2 separate regions of the Mus musculus genome follow, and region 2 is linked to region 1. The links are chromatin contacts, called in public Hi-C maps. All regions are on one chromosome and are shown on one strand. The core of a region is the stretch at or near the end of the contact, and the rest is flanking DNA. Distances in the headings are between cores, read along the strand shown. Region 1 overlaps Chst15 (carbohydrate sulfotransferase 15). Region 2 has its middle 6.4 kb from the start of Gm35147.

Region 1 (3,863 bases), core at 52-2,551:
CTGTGTGTCCATTTCTCCACCATTATGAACTCTACCGTCCGAAACCATAAGCACCATATTAAACACTTTCTTCTCTATGTGGCTTTGGTCACATGCTTTATCACAATAAAAAGGTTACTAAGACCATTGGTAAGAATGTTTGCCTGGCATAGACAACGCCTTGGGTTCAATCCGCAGCATTGCATAAACCAAGTGTGGTGGCACACATCTGCAATCCAAAGATGGGAGGATCAGAAAGTCACGGTCATCCGTGGCTACATATTTAACCTAAGAATAGCCTAGAACAAATTAGACAATAGATAGATAGATAGATAGATAGATAGATAGATAGATAGATAGACAGACAGATGATAGATAGATGATAGATAGATAGATAGATAGATAGATGATAGATAGATAGATAGATAGATAGATAGATAGATAGATAGATAGATAGACAGACAGATGATAGATAGATGATAGATAGATAGATAGATAGATAGATAGATAGATAGATAGATAGATAGATAGACAGACAGACAACAGACAAGACAGATAGAATGACAATGACAATGAGATCGAATGGAGAAAACATACCCAGGAATTCCTTCCTATGCATTCCAGCTGATGACGACTCACTCTGAACATTACCTTCTGTCTCAGATTTGGGTTATCACTGGAGCTTTCCTAGGAGTGCTTGGGAATGGGGACGAGAGTGGTCCCTCTCCTAGGAGGAGCTAGCAGAAGCCTGTTTATCACAAGTCCAATCTCAGGGCCAGCTCCCATGCAGCTCTGCCTGACAATTTAGCCAACACTGGGCCCTTTAATTTATCGCACTAATGTAGTTAGACACTGGTCCCCGGAGTCAGGCCATCTCACAGGCTCTGAGGAGAGGCCATGGAGGAAATTTATGAGCCGAGGCTTATCCCTCACAGCCTCTATAAATGGGAAAATCTTTACCTTCGTGGAGTAATGTGTTTGGTCCCCAAGCAGAAGAGAAAATTAAGCCCTTCACCCAGTGCTCTGCACTGTTGGTTTTTACAGCTTGTCCCCCAAGCCTGTGCAGCTTAAACACCATTTATAAGCAGGCTTCCTTGGTAGAGACTGCAAACCCAATTATGCAGACAAAGTTCCCATATTCTATACTAGTGGCATGTCACCATTAATGGCACCCATGACAGGGAGAAAGGGATGCACACACATCATGTGAGTCCTGAGCTAAGTACATGGGGGTGCTGGGCTGGCCGGCCACTCGGGATTTTGCATCTTGAAATCAGTTTGCAGATGGCCTAATTAAAACACATCAAAAGATAATTCAATGGGAACTAAGGCTCCTATCACATTAAATACAACTACAAAAATCTCACCTTAAAGCACCTCCAAGGGGTTGGGTGGGTTGCTTGTTTCTTTTTGAGGGCTCCCAGCTCTGCCAGTAAAACCATTTCACCAGGAAAGCCACTGCACTTACATTAAGAGATGTGGTAGATCTTAGTAAAGCCCATCTCAGAGCTGGGGGTGGGGGTGGGGGTGGGGGGCAACCAGGGCACAGTCAGTGAGAACCAGGCCAGAAAAGTGTGTAGACCCGCTTGAAAGGCTAACAGGCTGCAAGCACTCTCTGATTCAGATCATCTAGGTTCAAGTCCCAACTCTACTACTAAGTTGCTAGAATTTGAACTATGAAATGGGGGCACTCGGAATGTTAGGTAACCCCATGTATTCTGGTTACTGTGATCAGATCTCAAGACCTCAGTTTTCAGTCATATGTTCCATTACACCACACTGACCTGAATCATTCCTTGTCTCCAGGAATTCCTCAAACCCAGATAAGAGGGTTATCTGGGTCCACTCTTCAGGTAGAGGAACCCATAGAGTATCAAGCAGGATCGAGCATTCATGAAATGCATTAAAGTGGCCCTTCAAGGATTTATTGACCTGGCAGAAACTAATATCATTGACTGCCAATTGGAAAGGATCCAAAAATCATCTAAATGATAAAAGACGGAACTGAACTTAGTGAAATTCTAAACGCTTCCAAAGTGCTGTGAATCCCTGGGTTTAATAACATCAAGAGACGCAGACTGTGGCCTGCAGCTTGGTTAATGAGATTGGGCCAGCCTCAATTTCCTGGCTTTTATGGGGTCCTAGGGTCACAGATGATGTTATCATTGTAGGAAGCTGGGCAAAGGGTACATAGGAACGCTGCAACTTCCTGCATGTCTAAAATCATTTCAAAATAGTTAAAATTATGAGGCAGTGTTAGAAGTGGGGAGAGATTAAGGGGGTCCTTGGCAGGTTTTCAGCCCAAGACAGCTTCCAGACAGTTGGGCTCGGGAAAGAGAGATGCTGGGTGAACATCTGGAATGATTCTAAATCAAGCTACTCTGGAAAAAAGAAAAAGAAAAAGAAAAAGAAACCTATTTTCTCTTCTCTTCATTTACTAAACTACAAAGAAGTTTATATTTTAGCCACAACTTAAAGAATTAATCTTAAGCAGTGGGAAGCAGATCTGTGTATTGTTGCATAATTAACATTTACTGGCAAACTTTCTAGCGTGACAGTCATGTAAGGACATCTGAGGAGGACTGGGGGAGACCTAACACACAAAAAGGGACTAGGGATCATCTGGTGAGGATCTGCCAGCGTGTTTGCAGGCAGGGCAGAAAGGCTGGCGCTCACATGTCACCAGCGCAGAATACTACTACATGTTATCTGTAGCAGTCCACCTGTAGACAAGGTGCAGAATGTCCTGACAGAGGGCTAGGGAACCACAGAAACATCTCCTGGAGACACCGTTCCCTGTGGGCGACGGCAGGGCATGGGATAGGCAGGCAGTGTTGGGGTCCACTAGCAGGCAGCAAGGCAGCAGCAGCAAAGGGGAAACCCACGGCAGGACTCTCCAGAGAACTCTCTAGAAGCAGCAGTGGGAAAGAGCAAGAACAAATCAAGTTCTATGGAAGAGGGCAAGGCAAGATAGCGTTGGTCACTGAGGTAATCAGTGTGGATGTTTAAGGTGCCTAGTTCCCATCCCTAGACCCAGGCTGCCTGAATTACCACTGAACTCAGGTTAACAGCCCATGCTCATGTCTGGACTCTGTGGTTGTTTCAGTACCGTTTTTAAGACTATTGTTCTAGCTGTCTACCATGGCTCCCTTCTCTTTCCTGTTCACAAGCCAACCGCTACAAAGGAGACAAGGCTCCCAGTATTTTTTTTTCAATCTCTCTTCTCTCCCTGGTTTTCCGAACCTCAAAGCAGCTGCTGGCCAGCAAGGCTCAGGTGGGTGTTCATGACCTATAGATGAAACTGCACGTGACAATTTGGGGTCAGACTACGTTTTCTTAAGAAGGGGGCTAAAGAGCAAGTCAAGCCATTCATCTCAGCGGGTCTCTGTAGCTACAAAGGCAGTGACAGGGTGGGGAACCAAACAGATGGAAAAGACTGAAGCCATCCATGCACTGTGGCCCAAGACACTTCTGCCCATTCTCGACTGTCTTCTTTCCATCCATCAGCCTGGCCACACATCCACTCAACTGTCCAATACACACCTTCCAATCCTGAATAAGATTCATTTCCTATTTCAAATGGAAAATGAAATAGGAAGTGGTAGAGATAAAACAAAGGCAAGTATGTTTCATCAGCTCACTGTCACAGATGATGCCCAAGTCTCTGGCTTGGCTGCTGTGGAAATAGAGGGTGGGACCACTCACAAAGAGAAGGAAAACAGATCTAAAGCACACACACACACACACACACACACACACACACACACACACACATACACTGCAGAGCAAGGGAAAGTGAGTTGTCTCTAGCAAATCTGGACATGAGACATGAAGACAGTCACAGAGGAAGTCGCAACAGACACGGAGGACAGATGAGACTCATT
Region 2 (3,363 bases), core at 301-2,800, 170 kb after region 1:
TCCATGCTTGTTTGTTAGCCAGTAAGGGATGCAAAGAGGGAATCTAGCCAAGGCACACAAGTCATAGTGTGCTGCCTGTCCCCACTTAATTGAGTGCGTGCAGCTTGCCCAGTCCTTGTTCTTTATCATTCTAGATTCCAGGTCAGACTCCAGGAGGGGACCTGACTGCAAAAGCTGACTCAAGGACCCTGAAAACAGATGACCCGGATAAGGAGAAGTCACCAGCCTTAACTTCCTTGTTTAACCCCTTATATCAAAATATGATTGGTTAATGCAACTGCCCACCCCACCTCCCCACACATATTTTGTGATCCCATCCTTTAAAAATGTCCTTCCAGGATGAAGTTCAGATCCTGAATTGGCTGACTCCCTGCACGCCGAGAGCCTCAGCTTTCTTGACTGTTAAGGTGGCATGGTGTTCATACTGCAGAATGTAGTGAGAATTGAGTAACTGATTATGGTCAGAGGCCATATGGTTATTTGTGCATGGTACAGTTGCTAAAGTACAGGCCCCAGCCCCCGTCTCACGCCTGCCCTGTCATGCCTGCCCTGCCAAAGGTCCTGCTTAAAGAAACTTTAATTCCTATCTAGTTCAGTATCCCAAAATTCTTTGGGGGAGTAGGGTTGCTCTACAGCAATGGGGGATGGGGGACGGGAGGGGCGGAGTCACTTAGGAGGCAGTCCTCCACCCTGTCCTCTCCAGGAACACTTTGCCTTAGTGTCTGCAATAAGCCACACATAATAACTATGGGTGCAAAGAGGTACCACTGAAGACAAGGCAAGGACCCACTGGGCCACAGTGGGGAGGGGCTGAGTGACCTTCTACATCTTAGAGATTTCTTTCTAGAAGTGGTGGTTCCTCCTCCAGACAGAACCTAGGATGCAGATAAACGTTATCCTCCCTCCAGAATGGATAACGGTCCCTGAGAACCCCATCCTCTGATGTCTGACTGAGCGAGCAGAGCCCACTCTCTCCCAAGTCCTCTGGGAGGTCTTCTAGTTGGTCCTGTGGGATTTGTTTTTCATAGTGCCCTCTGGTGGCTGGGTGCTTGCCATGAGTCAAGCATTTTCTTGTATCCAGCACTTTCCAGGGGAGTTGGGGGAAGCTGGACAGCTTCTTTTTTCAGACAAGGAAATTGAGGAATTCAAAGGTGAAATGACTCCCCCCAGACAGACCTTGCCTGGTCTTGTTTCCTCCAATCAAGTTACTGATGGAGATTTTTTTTAAAAATAAAAATAAAAGGAGACAGGCCAAGCTGGGACCTCCTCATGGGTCAGTCTGGGAGCCTCCCTCGAGGGCAGAAATCAGAGGTGGGTTGGCCTGGAAAATGGTACCTCCTGTCCTAGCATCTAAGAAGGTCCAGAGCTAAGAGGCGCAAGCAGCAAGAGAAGTGTACCCTACCTCACTCAGGGTGCCAAAGCCACTGAGAAGGAGCTCAGGGTACCCACATATACCTGAACACCGAGCACACGGGTATGAGCTACACAGATTCGGTGTCAAACGCTTGGGGGTACGTGTAGAACAACTGCAGTGTAGTCAGCCCAAAATGCAAACCTCGATCGTTAGCTTCTACTTTACCTGACAGCCTTCCTCCCACGGTGCTATAGCAAGCTTAGGGTGAACTTGGTGCCAAAAACGTACTCCTTTTCTCACACAAGAGCCAGGTTGGAATGTAGAAACGTAAAAATCCAGCAGGCTTCTAAGGGTGACTCCTGGTACCACTAGATAGAAGAATGGGGTTTAGATTGGAGCAGACTGGCCCTGTCTCTGGCATGTGACCTTAGCAGAGCACTTTTTCTATATCCATAAGCTTCTTCCATGCTCTTGGGAGGATCATTTCTTCAGGACAGACAGAAACACAGCCCATGTCACCATGTGGTACCTACTAATACCAAGTGACTAGTAATGAGAAGCTGAAATACCTTTGTGCCTCAAGGTCAGTGTTCTCTCTAGGGCCGGTGTTTTGTGTATATACATGCAAACAGGGTATTCTAGAGGTAGTGTGTGTGTGTGTGTGTGTGTGTGTGTGTGTGTGTGTATGTGTGTAGAGAGAGAGAGAGAGAGAGGGAGAGGGAGAAACAGCAGCAAATTTGATTTAGACACCTAATTCCATTTAAAATGACTTTGGCCATAAATCTCCCACTCTCCCTGAAGCACATTTCAGTGGCATGGACATCTTGGGATGAGGAGTCCCCGCATCCTGCATCCTGCTGGCTAAGCAGGACTATATGCACACTGAAGGCACCCAGAGACCCAGACCAACATTGAGTAACGGCTCCTCCTTATGCTTGTGGAAGACCTGCCAGCAGCTGCTTACAGAGCTAGCTTCAGTCAGCCTCCTCAACAGTCCAGAGGTAGCCCTATAGCTGTGAACAACTGTGAGGCTCAGATCCCCAGAATGGCTCTCAATGCTGCATTACTGACTCTAAATAGAGTGTCTTGTTGGGTCTCGATAAGCGACAAGGAGGCATGGTGGGGGTCATTCCCTTGGACAAGATTCCAGGATGAAATCTGGACCAAGCACCCTGCCTGTGACCTGGCGTAGATATTTAGTATACTTCCTAGATCCTGGGCTTGCTGGGGCTCAAAATATGGCTAAGACCAAAGCTCCAAGCCTAGGTGGTTGGATGTGGAGCCTAGATTGGGCACTTACCAGTGGGGAGTCATCAGTCAGTTTCTGAGCCCTCAGGGGGTCCGTGCCTCACTTAAGTAGTAGATATAATAGAGCTGAATATGGCAGGGACCTGCCACTGGAATGGTCTCAGGTCATCTACTGTCCAGGACCACAGGGTCATCAGTACAGCAAGAAATGCTTTCAGAAACACATGGACTGTAATATACGTAGACACCGAAGACTCATTGGCGTCCAGACACCCTGAATGTACTGACACAAGTCACATCTTACACAAATATATTGACACCCACAGACTCAGGGACACAGACATATATACACACACATCACTTAGATATAGGCACCTCCCTTCCACACATAAAAACTCCCATACCCGATAGGCCAAGTGGAGCTTTGACACAGGTGACTGGATGTTGTCACTGCACTGCCTATAAAGCCAGGGTCAGAGTTGACATATTTAGACACCTCCTACGTCCCTGAACCCACTCTACCTCATTCACCAAGCTTACCCCAGGATCTAAGAAGTTCTTAGTCTAACACGCTTGATAACATTAGCAACGCTGGTGGTACCTTGGCTTGGGATCATGACTGGCTCCAAATGGCCCTGTATCAAAGGGCTTTGAAGAACCCACCTTGCTCCTGACACACCTTGCTCCTGACAGACACAGGGGCATGCCAGAGCCTCACTCCTACCTGCCCTGAACCACTTTCCAACAGGAAAAGCTTTGAA

What was found. Hi-C and Micro-C count contacts between places; a contact is called where the count stands out from the background.
Region 2: a Hi-C map of the N1E-115 cell line shows a contact between it and region 1, with 5 times the contacts expected there. The contact joins two enhancer-like sites. A contact is called at or near these places in 8 of 39 promoter capture datasets (3T3-L1-derived adipocytes, the C10 cell line, the HPC-7 cell line and 5 more), 2 of 15 datasets of contacts at CTCF or cohesin (large pre-B cells and pro-B cells), 14 of 484 Hi-C or Micro-C datasets (B cells, CD8 T cells, the G1E-ER4 cell line and 9 more) and 3 of 115 datasets of contacts at active chromatin or transcription factors (embryonic basal ganglia, extraembryonic endoderm stem cells and kidney).

Annotation. Positions count from the first base shown.
Region 1 is chr7:132,297,755-132,301,617 of GRCm38.p6, forward strand. The region is part of intron 1 of Chst15 (carbohydrate sulfotransferase 15); the gene reads right to left. Among named protein-coding and RNA genes, the nearest start is that of Gm10584, 16 kb to the right of the region's middle. Within about 2 kb of position 1,302, at least 3 of the 459 cell types and tissues checked have an H3K27ac peak or open chromatin away from gene starts, as enhancers often do. A contact at or near this core is called in the N1E-115 cell line, where this site is marked.
Region 2 is chr7:132,470,496-132,473,858 of GRCm38.p6, forward strand. No RefSeq gene overlaps it. Among named protein-coding and RNA genes, the nearest start is that of Gm35147, 6.4 kb to the left of the region's middle. Within about 2 kb of position 1,551, at least 3 of the 459 cell types and tissues checked have an H3K27ac peak or open chromatin away from gene starts, as enhancers often do. A contact at or near this core is called in the N1E-115 cell line, where this site is marked.